2 separate regions of the Pan troglodytes genome follow, and region 1 is linked to region 2. A link is a contact called in public Hi-C data. All regions are on one chromosome and are shown on one strand. Each heading gives the region's core, a stretch centred on a gene start, on an enhancer-like site or on the middle of the called end of the contact. The rest is flanking DNA. Distances are from core to core; before and after follow the strand shown.

The links. Hi-C and Micro-C count contacts between places; a contact is called where the count stands out from the background.
Region 1: a Hi-C map of stem cell-derived neural progenitor cells shows a contact between it and region 2, with 8 times the contacts expected there. The contact joins the enhancer-like site here to the promoter of VAV2 in region 2. A contact is called at or near these places in 6 of 7 Hi-C or Micro-C datasets (blood, induced pluripotent stem cells, a lymphoblastoid cell line and 1 more), 1 of 1 datasets of contacts at active chromatin or transcription factors (stem cell-derived excitatory neurons) and 1 of 1 other capture datasets (stem cell-derived neural stem cells).

The regions. Positions count from the first base shown.
Region 1 is chr11:4,614,423-4,620,942 of NHGRI_mPanTro3-v2.0_pri, reverse strand. VAV2 (vav guanine nucleotide exchange factor 2) reads right to left here. Exons shown (of 29, transcript XM_054658485.2): 12 at 6,028-6,114; 13 at 3,506-3,591; 14 at 2,602-2,734; 15 at 1,494-1,508; 16 at 1-107. Among named protein-coding and RNA genes, the nearest start is that of SARDH, 43 kb to the left of the region's middle. Within about 2 kb of position 2,027, at least 8 of the 24 cell types and tissues checked have an H3K27ac peak or open chromatin away from gene starts, as enhancers often do. A contact at or near this core is called in induced pluripotent stem cells, stem cell-derived neural progenitor cells and stem cell-derived neural stem cells, where this site is marked.
Region 2 is chr11:4,406,891-4,413,217 of NHGRI_mPanTro3-v2.0_pri, reverse strand. It overlaps VAV2 (vav guanine nucleotide exchange factor 2), which reads right to left and starts at 3,198. Exons shown (of 29, transcript XM_054658485.2): 1 at 2,452-3,198. The coding sequence starts at 2,655.

The DNA.
Region 1 (6,520 bases), core at 778-3,277, 210 kb before region 2:
GCCATCTCAAACTGCTCCATCCACTTCCTCTTCATATCTTCTGTTTTGCAGAAAAACTGGAAGCCCTGCTTTCCTTGAAGGTGAATTAGGTAGAAGCCGTAGGACCACTGCGGGGGGGAGAGGGGCCATGCTAGCAATAGACACGGCTTCAGACATCCTGGCACATGTCCACGTGTACTCTCGCCTGTGCAGCATGTGCACGTGTGTATATGCATACGTGCACAGGTGCCTGTGCCTGTGTGAACACATGTTCTCACGTGTGTACCTGCACGCTTGCCCATGCTGTATGTGCACACATGTGCCTCTGTATGCATGCATGTATAGCTGTGTGCCCATACCCTCACGTGAGAATACATATGCGCTTGTGCCTTCACCTCTGCATGCATACTAGTGTGCTCCTGCGTGCATGGGTGTGCATCTGTGCCTGCACACGTGTCTATGCGTGTGCACCTGTGCATGAGTGTGCCCAGTGCTCCTGTGAGCATGTGCACACACACACTTGTATCTGTCCCTGCAGGTACACACGTCCTAACTCGTATGATGCACATGCACCCATGCTGTGTGAGCTCTCCTGTGCGTGCTCTCCTGTAGGAGCTCTCCTGTGGGTGCTCTCCTGTGGGTGCTCTCCCGTGTGAGCTCTCCTGTGGGTGCACACACACATGCCTGGGCAGATCTGCACTCCTGCCTGCGCCCATGTGCGAGGATGCTCCACCGAGTGCATATGTAGATGCATGTTAAGCGGGGGCAGGATCCCAGGAAGGATGAGCGCAGGGCCCCACCCAGGGCCCCTCCACAAGGCCTGACCACCCACTTTCACTTCCTAAATGCGATGCTAAAAAAACCTCACTTCTCTGAAGTAGAACAGTAACAACAAAAAGGCAGGGAACAGCCATGGGCCTGGGGCACCCTCCGTGAAGCCATCCCCGACTGAGCAACCCACAACTGCCCCCTTCCCTGCCTCCCCTTCGGCCACCCCACAGGCCTCGCCATCTCTCCGAGCTCTCGGACAAAGGGCTCTCAAAGTGGTCCAGAAAAAAGAGTTTGGCAAATAGGAGCCTACTGGGTTAGAAAAGATGGCGGGAAAGAGGAACGAAGGGAGGGATGGAGAGGGGAAGCGTGGAGCGGGGATGGGAGGAGGAAAGACAAGGAAAGAGAGAGGAAAAGGGGAGAAAGAGGGAGGGAGGAGGGAGAGAACACAGAAAAACAAAAAGGATGATGGAGAGCTGAAGAGAGACCAAGAAACCCCAGCCTCTGACCCCGAGCTCCAGGGACTGAGGATCACGGAGTTTTCCTTTCACACTGTCTTAGCGGGCAAGCCTTTCATCATGAATACAAATCATTTCATCATCAGGAAAGGGAGTGGAGGACGAAGGACCAAGAAAACCCTGAGCCCAGCCCCTCAGGCCCCTGGGTCCCCTGGCTCCGGGCAGAAGTGCCAGCACCAGGCTGGGATGATTGAGGCAGGTGGGAGGACCTGGGCGCTAGGTGCTTACCATTTTCCCGTGAGACTAGGAAGCATGGAGAGGAGAGGAAGGGGAACACGGTCAGTGAGAGGCTAAGCCCGGCCCTGTGGTGGGTGCCGCAGTGTGGGGGCGCCAGGAGCCCTGGCAGGTGGGACACCCCTCAGTGCCCAGGCTGGGGGTGGGGTGATCAGCGGGGAAAGGAATTTCTTCCCAGAGTGTTGGGTGCTGGTGGCAGGACTGCCTCATGGGCCCCAGTTACTTGTTTTGGGCATGAGGGCAGGGAGGGTCACCCTCAACAGCTCATCCAGTCTGCACTTGCTGGGTCTGGACGAGGGCTACACTGCCAGCCCTGGAGGCCAGGGACTGGACTTTCAGAACAAGGGCTCCTGAGCCCCGCCCCCCACCCCACCAGGGCTGCACACGGTAGGTGCTCAAGTGCCATGGGCAGAAGCCTCAGCTGAAGCAGGACTGAACCAGACAGCCAGCCAGCAATAGCCCTATAGCCATGGTCCTGCCCCACAGCAGCTTCGGCCCCGTCCCTGTAGCCCTGGCCCCACCCCCTGGCAGCCACAGGCCCACCTCTGCAGTCCTGGCCCCGCCCCAGCAGCCACAGGCCCCACCCCTGCAGCCCTGGCCCCACCCCAGCAGCCACAGGCCCCAGCCAGCTACATGTAGAGTCTTGGACAAGCCACAGCCAGACCTACCCACAGCCCTCCTCCAAGCACCGCAGGGTGGGACGGGAGAGGAAAGCCTGCTTGCTACAAGGGACAACATGGGCTAGAGTCAGGCTGGCCAGATGGAAAGCCAAGGTTGAAAGTCCCACCCTCACTAGAGGCCTTGGGGTGGCCTCTCCCCTCTGCTTCAGTCGCCTCACTGGGGAGTGGGATTCTGGTCTTGCCCACCTTTCTGGGGGGCGCTGGGCCCGGCGAGGAGCAGGCCTGCTATGAGCAGTGGTCACGACAGCGAGGCAGTGACTCAGAGAGGAGCCTTCCTGCAGAGTGGAGACGCCCACCCCAACCCACCCGGCCAGCATCAGCGGCTGACTTCGAGTCCCCTTCCCCTGGGGTCTGGAACCCAGTGCCTCTCTCCAGGCCACCCCCACGTTCCTGGGTAGCAGGGGGGACCCGGAAGGCCCCACCTTCTTGACGTCCTTGTTGTTCATGGGGTCGTCGGTCATCTTGTGGAACAGCAGCTCGATGATCTCCTTGAGCTCGTAGCTGTAGCCCTTCCGCTTGCAGACGATGACCACCTTGTCAAACAGGAACAAGTACCTGGGCCAGGCAGCGCAGCGGGGGATCAGCACCCCAGCACTGTGTGCTCTGCTCCGAGGAGGCGGCAGGAGCTGAGCCTGAGGCTCTGGCACGCGGCTTCCTCTCCGGGCGAGCCCTGCCCTCACCTGGCTCACCAGGCTAATGCTGAGCCTCGGTCAGGTCTCGGCTGTTCCCACACTGCTTCTCCAGGAAGCCTTCCTTGGCTCCCTACCCCCGTGACTGAGGCTGTGCCAGGAGCCCTTCAAGGGGCTCCTGCATCCCCCACGCTGGCCTCCCATGCAACACTGACCCCCGATGGCTACTCCCAGTTGATCCCGCGCTGGACTGGGAGCCTCAAGAGGGCGGGACCCAGATCTGCTGTGACCCCTGCCCCAGCATACAGTAGGTGCACAAGGAGGGCCCTGGACAAGCCTGGGCCACCGTGCGCCTGGACACTCTCCGGCAGTCATTTGGCAAAGAGCCCATCCGACCACTCTGGGCCTGTCTTGGGTTCCTGGAGGCTGAGCATTGGCAGTGAGGGGCCTGGCCCTCATCTTTGGCTGCCCCAGCCCAGCCTGGTGCCCGCCACGGGCACAAAAGCCCCACTGCTGTGGCGCCCGCTCGCTGACGAGAAGGAAGGAAGCAATTAAAACTGAACAACACAAAGCCACCGCCAGGCAGCTCTTTCCACAGGAAGGCCTGGCTTCCAGAGCCACTTAGGAGTGGCTCCCTGGGAGGGAGAGCCAGACCCTGGCGGGACGCCACCCAGCCCACAACGCGCGCCCCGCTCACCTGTCCTGCTTGGTGTGGTTGACTATGGACCGGACTTTCAGTTCCCCGTCAATCTTTGGTCTTCCAAATTCCTCCAGTTTCACTTGCTGGGAAGAAGGAGAGGGGCCGTCAGCTGGGGCTGGAGCAGCCCCAGTTCTCCTGACCGCAGGGGCAGGGCAGACTGTCGTGCACCCAAGGGAACTCCCCACAGGCAGCAGAGGCGGGACGAAGGGAAACAGCCCCTGTGGCTCCCAGCTGGTGCTCAGGATGGACGAGGGAGGGTGCAGAAGACCGGGAAGGAACTGGGCCTGGCAGCTTCTCTCCCTTTCCTGGCCAGCCCCGCCAAGGGGCTCCCTTCAGCTCTTGGGACAAAGGGCGATTGACTGTGCCAGTTGCGTTCACAGAGGCCGCCGCTGTGTGGAGCCCCAAGCGGGACCCGGTCGGAAAAGCCAGAAGCCCAAGCCCCACGTTCAGGAGAGAACAAACAGTGCCTATCTGCTGCAGGGCGGGTGGGGCCGGGGTCCTGCCAAGGGTGAGGCTTCGACTCAGACCCCTGTGTGGTTCGCTGAGGTTCATTTTCGTTGTCTGTCTGGTTTTGTCTCTGTGACTCTTCTGATTCAGAGAGAGCTTCTCTTGACATGTTCCCTGCGTGGCTTTCAAAGTGTCCACAGACAGGAAAAGGTGGAGGAAAATGCTTCAAGACAAGAACAGGGCCCTGCCTGGGAGGTGCTCGAGGCACAGGCTCAGTGTCTCCTTCCAAGGTCTCAGCCCCAGAGGCTGCAAGGACAGCTTTGGTGCCACATAGTCCCAGTCAACTTGCTCCAGGCCTCTGATCTCAGCTCTCACCACCTTCCCTGTGGTGACGGGATTCAGAGCCAGGACTGGGTACAGGGCCTGGCTCATGGGGATGCTCGACGCCTGCTGGCCATGCTGTTTTATTCTTGCTGTTGTCGTTTTTGAGGTAGTCTCACTCTGTCACCCAGGCTGGAGTGCAGTGGCGCAATCGTGGCTCACTGCAACCTCCGCCTCCCGGGTTCAAGAGATTCTCCTGCCTCAGCCTCCCAAGTAGCTGGGATTATAGGCACCCGCCAGCACGCCTGGCTAATTTTTGTATTTTTAGTAGAGACAGGGTTTTACCACATTTGCCAGGTTGGTCTCGAACTCCTGACCTCAAGTGATCCTTCCACCTCAGCCTCCCAGAGTGCTGGGATTACAGGCATGACCACCGCGCCCAGCCTGTTCTTGCTGTTTAATGAACAAGTATTACTTCTATGTAAAAACTTAAAAAACAAAACAAAACGAACTTTTCTCCTCACGTCGTGCTCACTGTACGCATTTGTGAACGCCTCGCGCAGGAGCTCACGGCAGCACGGACCCGCCAGGTGCTGATGGTGCAGGGTGCGGCCGTCCTTGGCCTCCTCTGCACCCACACATTTTAATTTCTTTCTAAAATGAAAGATGAAGGGGGCAGTATCATAATGCCCTTCAGAAGCTTATTTTTTTTCCTTTCATCGCCGACGTATCGCAGGTGCTTTTCTGTGCCCCACGTTCGTGGAGGGCATTCTCTTTGTGCTGCTGGCACCGGGTGGGTGTGGCCTGGCCATCGGGGACCTTCCCCTGCCAGCTTCATGCGAGTGAAATCACCAGGGTGAAAATGTTTGTGATTCACCACCAGGGGTAATTTTGCCACCCAAAGGACCCTCTGGTAATGTCCAGAGGCATATCTGGTTGGCATTACTTGAGGGGGTGGGGGTGCTACTGGTGTCTGGTGGGTGGCAGCCAGGTACACTGCTCCACATCCTGTAACGCACAGGGCAGGTCCCACAACCAAGAATGATCCGGCCCCAGACGTCAGCAGTGCTGAGGTGGAGAAGCCCAGGTTAGAACCAGCAGATCCTCGGGAAGTCGGCTCTGGTCAGCACAGACCAGGGAGTTTGCTTCCTGGGGTGGCGCATCCCCTCTCCCCAGGCAGGACGAGGTGACTGACTCGGTAGCCCAAGCCTGGCCTCTGCAGGGCTAGGCTCTGGGGAGTCCCAGGAGGTGGCAGCCCTGCCTGATGGGGTCCGAGGAGCAGAGGCGACTGCCGGCCCCACCGAGCCTGGGCCCAAACCCTGTCCATTGCCCCTGGAGGGGAGAGTCAAGGTGAGGGTGTGCCAGGAGTCCACGAACCAGGGGGCGTCTCCTGCCCCTGGGAGACACAGTTCTCCTCTTGGACTTGAAGGGGTCTTCTGTCTAGGCTTGGGGGAGAAGGGGGGCTGGGCAATGAATACAGTCCCTCCCCTGTCCCCTCCCCTCCCCGTCCCCCTCCCCCCGAGCACAGGCAGTCTTCAGTGCACAGGGCACTTGGGTTGGCTGTCGTGGGCAAGGAAGCGTGGATGCTGGGGGTCTGAGATCAAACTCAGAAGTTGCCGGGCACCAGCCTCTCAACAGGCAGCCATGGTGTGGCTGCCCATGGAGCTCACTCAATACTGGGGCTGTGAACGTGACTTTATAGGTTCTGTCCTCATCGACCTTCCCTAGCCTGAAGAGTCAGTCTCACTCACCAAATTTTCTATAGAACTCTGAAATTCGCTGATTTTCCTCAAGGTCTCCTTGTCCCGTTTAACTTCATTGATGTACATCGCCAAGTCCTTGAAAACAAGAGGCAGAAGTGAGCGGGCTGTGCTGGGTGGGGTGTGTGTGACTGTGTGTGTAAGCAGGCTGTACTGGGTGGGGTGTGTGTGCATGTGAGCGGGCTGTGCTGGGTGGGGTGTGTGTGTGTGAGCATGTGTGAGTGTGTGTGAGCGGACTGTGCTGTGGTGTGTGTGTGTGTGTATGAGACAGCATGTGCGTGTGAGCGGGCTGTACTGGGTGGGGTGTGTGTGACTGTGTGTGTGTAAGCGGGCTGTACTGGGTGGGGTGTGTGTGACTGTGTGTGAGCTGGTTGTGCTGGGTGGGGTGTGTGTGACTGTGTGTATAAGTGGGCTGTACTGGCTGGGGTGTGTGGTATGTGAGCGAGCTGTGCTGGGTGGGGTGTGTGTGTGTGATTGTGTGTAT
Region 2 (6,327 bases), core at 1,949-4,448:
TTGCAGTGAGCTGAGATTGCGCCACCGCACTCCAGCCTGGGCGACAGAGCAAGACTCCATCTCCAAAAAGAAAAAAAAAAGTGAGTTTCCCAGAAAACAAACACCAGCCATACAGAGAAACGAAGTCTTTCTCCCAACCCCTGTGTGCAGCCAGATGCAGTAAAGTGGTTTCTCCACGTTGAATGTACAGGCGGGGCCGTCATAGCCAATGTGAGGGTTAAGGGAGCACCTGCAGCCGTCCCTGTGCAGGCAACAGCCGTACAAAGGTGGCCCACCCTCCACGGGACAGAGGAGTGGATGGCAAGATCAGCCTCAGCGACACAGGGCACTACGTGCCAGAGTCCAGGTGATGGTCATTTCCTGGGCACTGTGCGAAGGGTGTGCCTTCTGTGCCTGCCCTTAGCAAATCCTCACAGCATGGCTAAGGGGGGACTGCTATGACTGTTCTCATGACAGAGATGGGGAAACTGAGGCTCTGGAGGTCGTTGCCTACCTGGGAGGGGACAGTGCCAGGATTCAATCAGAGCGGAGAGCCACACAGACACACACCCATCTGGTCCTCCTACCATCCAGGCCCCTACATGTCCTCCACCAGTCTGGCAGCAGGGCCCCTAAACACCCCTCTACAGGCCCAGCAGCGGGACCCCTAGACACCCGTCCACCCCCAGCAGCAGGGCTCAAGGGGCCTCTGTCAGGGTTCGTATTGCTGCCTGGCCAATGGCTCCAGAGACCCCAGGAAGTCTCTGGCTTGAACTTCCAGTGCAGGGGCTGAGCCAAGCCACCTGCCACAGCCACGGCCCCCTCCTCTTCCCATCTTCCCAAACCACAGCTGGGGAGGGGCAGCCCCCGGACCCAGCGAGTCCACCAGGCAAGGCTGGGTTCCTCCCAAGCCTCCTCTGTGCGGACCCAGCTGCCCTGCCTCTGCCCTGAGCCCCAGCCTGCAAGCAGCAGGGAATCCTGCCCGAGCAAGTCAGCCTGGGCAGCCCCTGGAACTCATATCAAAGGCAGCCGCCTTGGTTCGAGGCCCAGCCCTGCTCCCCCACAGCTACCCTTCTCCTCAGTTTCTCCAGCCATAAAATGGAGTCCAGACCTCCCAGTCCCCGTGGGGCTCTGAGAACAGATCTGGGGAAGCCCTCTGCAGCGGTGACCGCCACCCCCGCCACCTGCACCTGACCACTGACATCCTGCGGGAAGAGGGGCTGGCTCCCAGGGAGGCCTCTGAGGGCTCCTGCTAAGCCGGTCCAGGCAGTGCTAGGTAATCATTACCCAGTGGGAAGGCGGCCCCTTCCCCTCAGGGCTTGCCTTTGTCAGCGCCCCCCAACCCGGCAGAGAAAGGCCCGGTCTCCTAGGAAACGCAGTCACCGCCAAAGGGCAGAGGCCTCGCAGCCCAGCCTGGAATCGCTGGTGACTCACTCTCCCTCCTTCCCAGGAACCACGTCCTAAGTCCCACTGGTGAATGGTCCCTCTCCACATGGAGTTGCCACTGCGCGCGGTGAGGGGCTGCTGAGCTGGCTGGAAGATCGCACCTCCTCGGCGCTGGGTGGACCCGGCTGCCACCCCCTCTGCCTCCCCCGACCTCTTCTAAGCTGCTCCCGGTAAGGATTCCGCGACCCCCGGAGAACAGGACGGAAGCCTCGATTCTCTCAAGTCTTAGCCAAGTTCCCTCTAAGAGGCCAAGAAAAGCAGCTCCGTTCGGCGGGGCAGGCATTTTCCTGCCTGGCCCTGCGGCCGCACGCGTGCCTCCGCCGCGACAAAGGCCACGCTCAGCGCCCGAAGGAGGGGTGGGGGTGTTGGGAAAGCGATGGGGGCCAGGACTGGGGCCAAGTGGCCCTGGGGATCCTCGGGGCGGCTCGACCCGGGAGCCAGGACTGGCGCCAAGTGGCCCGGGTCCGGGTCCGGGAAGAGGCGGAGGCTGGCGAGGGGGCGGTGCCCGGGGCGAACCCAGCTCCCTCCGGCCCCGAGGGCTCCCGCCCCGCGCCCCTCCCGGGCCCTCCAGCCGCGCCCCGGGCCGGCGCAGCGACCGCGCCCGCTCTTCCACCGGCGTCCGGCCAGGAGGCGCGAGGCCCGAGGATGCGACCCACGACGCGCACACCCGGCTCGGCAGGCTCCCTGGGGAATGAGGGGCCACTCGCAGGGCCCCGCAGAGCGAGCGCAGCGCCAGAGCCTCCCCTATCCCAGGCCGCGCAGACCGCGCAACCGGCGCACCAGAGCAGTGCCCGCGGGCGGCGGCGGCGCGACCCAGGCTGGGGGGACTTTGGCCAACTTCGCGCCTCCTGAGGTCGCGTCTCGGAGACCCGGGGCGCACCCTCCAGCCGCCCGCCCGCGTCCCGGAGCCCGGCCGCCCCAGCCAGGGCGCCTGGGCCGCCGCCGCTGCGACCTCCGCGTTCAGTCCGCGCGTCGGGCAGCGCGAACGCCGCAGCCCCGGGGCCCTCCCGCCCGCCGGGCGCTCACCTGGGACATCTGCGGCCGGAAGTTGATGTCCTTGAGGTCGATGGAGCCGGGGGAGAGGTTGTGCAGCAGCTGGCACAGAAGGACCCCGTCGCGCAGCGCCTGCGCCAGGTCGAAGACCACGGCCGAGGGCCACACCACCCGGTGGTTGGGCGGCAGGACCTTGCAGTCGATGAGCCAGCGGCCGCACTGCCGCCACTGCTCCATGGCGCCCGCGGGCCCGACCGGCTCAGAGCAGTGCTGGAGCCAAAGTGCAGCGGCCGCGGGGCATCCCGCCCGCGCGCGCGGGGCTCAGGGCCGGGGCGGGGCTTCGCGCGCGCTGCCCCAGGTCCCCCGCTGCGCCGCCGTGCGTCCCCTCCTCTTCCTCCTCCTCCTCCTCGGGCTCCTCTCGGGCCGCCGCTCCCGCCCACGTGCGGCCGCGGGGCGAGCAAGGGGCAGCGCGCCGGATCTCCCCGCTTCACACACGCAAGTGCCTGCGGGCCCCGAGCCGGGCTCCACGCAGCCAGTCGCCGCAGCGCTCCCCAATCCGCGCCGCCGGGCGCCGCATTCTGCGCTCGGGGCGCCCCGCGGCCGCCGCGGCTCCTGCCCCGCCCGAGACAAAGGCCCGGCGGGGTCGCTCGCTCCGCGCGTCCCGGGCCTGGGCCGCCCGCGTCGCCGCCGCTTTGTTCGCCCCACCCGCAGTCCCCACGCCCGGCGCTGCGACTCGACGACTCCGCGGCTCGGCGGCTCCGCGGCTCCGGGGCGCTTGGGGCGCAGGGGGCGCGGCCACGGCCGGGCGGGGCAGGGGCGGGGCCGGAGCACTCGCCTGGCACCTCCCCGCGTCCCAAGCGCCGCCCCCGCCCCCCCACTTCCTGCCCCGCTACCGCCCGCGAAAGTTGCGGTGGGCGGGGGTTGCGGCGCAGGCCCAGGTCCGGCCGACTTTCTCCAAGGGCGCTCGGACTCTGGGGAGCCCTTCTCCCTGGGGGAGCGACCTCGCCCGTGGAGTGATGGCCGGGCGTCCCCCCGGGTGCCTTTGGTCCTCCGTGGAGGTCAGGAGGTGGTCCCTGTCGCGCTGGGCGCCCTCGCATGGCCGTTCGGTAACGACAGACTCGGGAGAGGGCACCGGGCTGGGCCGAAGCTTCCTGAGCCCCCTTGGCCCATCAAGCCGCCCCGGCGGGATACCCGAGGCTGAGGCTGAAGGCACACGGGCCCAGGACTCCCAGAGCCCTCTTCCTGTCCTCCGCCCTGGCCGGGGGCCCATAGGAAGACCCCCGACCCTGCATAAAGGCCAGGATTCCCCAGCTTTTGGCCAAAGTCCTGGCCACTTGCAGCTGCCCAGCGGGCAGTTCCTGGCGTCCAGGGCGGAATGCATGACATGAGTGAGGGCAGGAAGGTGCTCTCCGGCCCAGGATCGCAGCCGGCCCCGGTGCTGATCCGCCCTGATCTCCCTTCTAGGCCACACCCTGGGTGGTGGGGGTGCGGTCTGTCCAGCTGGCAACGTGTGACGGTAGGAGGGGCTTCAAGGACAAACAGATTCTGCAACTGAAATTATATGGATCCTGGCTCAGCTGCCGGGAACCGCGGGTTTTCACTGCTGATTCACTGGGGGACACCAGGCAAGTCCAAGCCCTTCTCTGAGACTGGCTCAGCCCGGAGGCTGGGGTGCGGTGTCTGAGGGCTCCCACCCTGGACTCCGGTGGAATCCTGGGCCTGTATGAGCTGGGGCCGCACTGCAGCCCCCGGACCCCTTACCCCGTGGCTTCCCTGCGCAGGGGCCGGAACGGGGATGCGAGCCCAGAGAGGGTCCCCTGGGCCCAGGGCCTCCGATGGGGGTCCTGTCCTGGAAATTGGTCTCTGCAGAGTCAGACTCACCCCTTCTCCACTTGAGGTGGAAGCAGGGGGTCCCAGCTTAGGGTCTGGCCCGTAGAGAGAGGTCAGGAAGGAGCTGGCCCCTGCAGCAGTAAACTCAGGCCAGGTGGCTGGTGAGGCGGGGGCTCCGGTCTCTTGCCCTTCCCCGAGGAAGCAGCAGTGGGCACCTTTAGGGCAAGGGGGAGAGCTTTCCTCACCGAAGCAAGATGGGGCAGCAGGTGGACCCATCAGCATCTCCCTAAGAAATAAGAAAGCCAGGAGTGAAACCTGAGCGGGGCCCTCCAGCCCCATCTGAGAGCCTACACTGATCCCTCCTCCTGCAAAGCCTCATCCCCTCCTCTCTAGAGCGGGGAGACCCGGCTCCCACCGGACTTGCTTGTGAAGAATGGACAGATAAATTACCCAGAGGCTTCCCACTGTGCTGGGACAGAAAGGGCTCAGAGAGGAAGAAGAGCTACCCACTCTCCCAACCCCTCGCCTGGAGCACGGCGCATTGATGCACTAAATATCTCTTTCCCCAGGTGGCTCCCTCAGCAAGAAGGGGGCCTCTGTCCTCACTGTCCTGGGCCTGCCTGCTCTGGCCAAGAGGACCGGCCAGGTCTGGGACCCAGGCAGCCGCCCGCCAACAATGCCATGGGTACCTGCTGCCCCCTGGTGGTGCTGTCACCACAGGGCACCTGGCTGCACCCAGGAGGGGCTGCACAGAAAATCTGGGGTTGACCCTTGAGAGACCCAAGTCAGGAGACACAGACTTCACCACAGTGGCCCTGAGCCACTCAGGCCTCCCGGGTTCCCAGGTCCTGATCTGCATAGGACATTCACCGGCCCTGTGCACCTCCCAGAATCCTTGGAGGCTCCGAGGGCAGGATGGATGTGAATCAAAGAATAAAAGTTTGGTGGGGCCAGGTACAGCAGCTCACGCCTGTAGTCCCAGCACTTTGGGAGGCTCAGGCAGGCAGATGGCTTGAGTCCAGGAGTTCAAGACCAGCCTGGGCAACACAGTGGGTCCCTGTCTCAAAAATAAAATAAAAGGTAAAGAAAATGGGGCAGGAGCTCCCTTTGTAACCTTTAGTGTGAGTGTAATGATGAACAGGTTGAGACTGTGTGGACTCAAGGCACATGCCAGGAAGACCAATAGAGGGGACGCTGTTCCGGAAAATCCTACCACCATCCACGTCCACTTGGACTCAGGGCTGTCCGCCAGGACTGCCTGCTGCACACCTCCAGGGGGCGAGAGTCCCATCACACCTTGGAGATGGGCTCCAGGGGGAGCTGCTTACATAGACTGCCAGTGAGCAGCTGCCAGTCCAGCCGAGTAGATTAAACCAGGGAACGAGAAGTGCCAGCATGGGCCACATACCCCAAGTATGGGGGAGGGTCACAGGCGGCGGAGGAGGGCACGAGGCAGGGCACACCCGGGGAGGGAGCGGCAAGGCTTCCAGGAGAAACTGAGGTTTGAGTTGACAACCAGAGATTGATCATGGTTGCAGTGACTAGGAGAGGGTGACATGGAGGATGGAGAGCTTGGGCAGGAGTTGATTTTTAAACCACAAAGGAATTCAGCGTTGCCATGATCTCAGGCATTGAACAATAAACCGCAGTGTCCTCCTGAGCTCCTGTCTCATTCTCCCCGGCAGCCATGCGGGCAACGAGTCCCAGCAGTCCACCTTCCTGTTCTGTCCAGCATCTGCCCCCTCCTGGCCCACCCCCACCAAGCCCCAGGCCCCCTCTCCTTGGACCCACTTCCACCTTTCCACCTGTCCTCCGCAGCCAGCAAGGACCCAGTCGGCCCTCAGTGACACCCTGTCTCTCTTCTGTGCAGATGGGCACCTCGGGGCTCCCGCCTCACTGGAGGTAAGATCTAGCAAATCACTGTAACTGTAATTTTTAAACCCAATATATTCTTTCACGGAAGCCACAGATGCATTAAACTGATCCAAAGACAGCTTATAAAAGGCAATGTAATCAGAGGCTGGATGTGGTGGCTCATGCCTGTAATCCCAGCACTTTGGGAGGCTGAGGTGGGTGGAT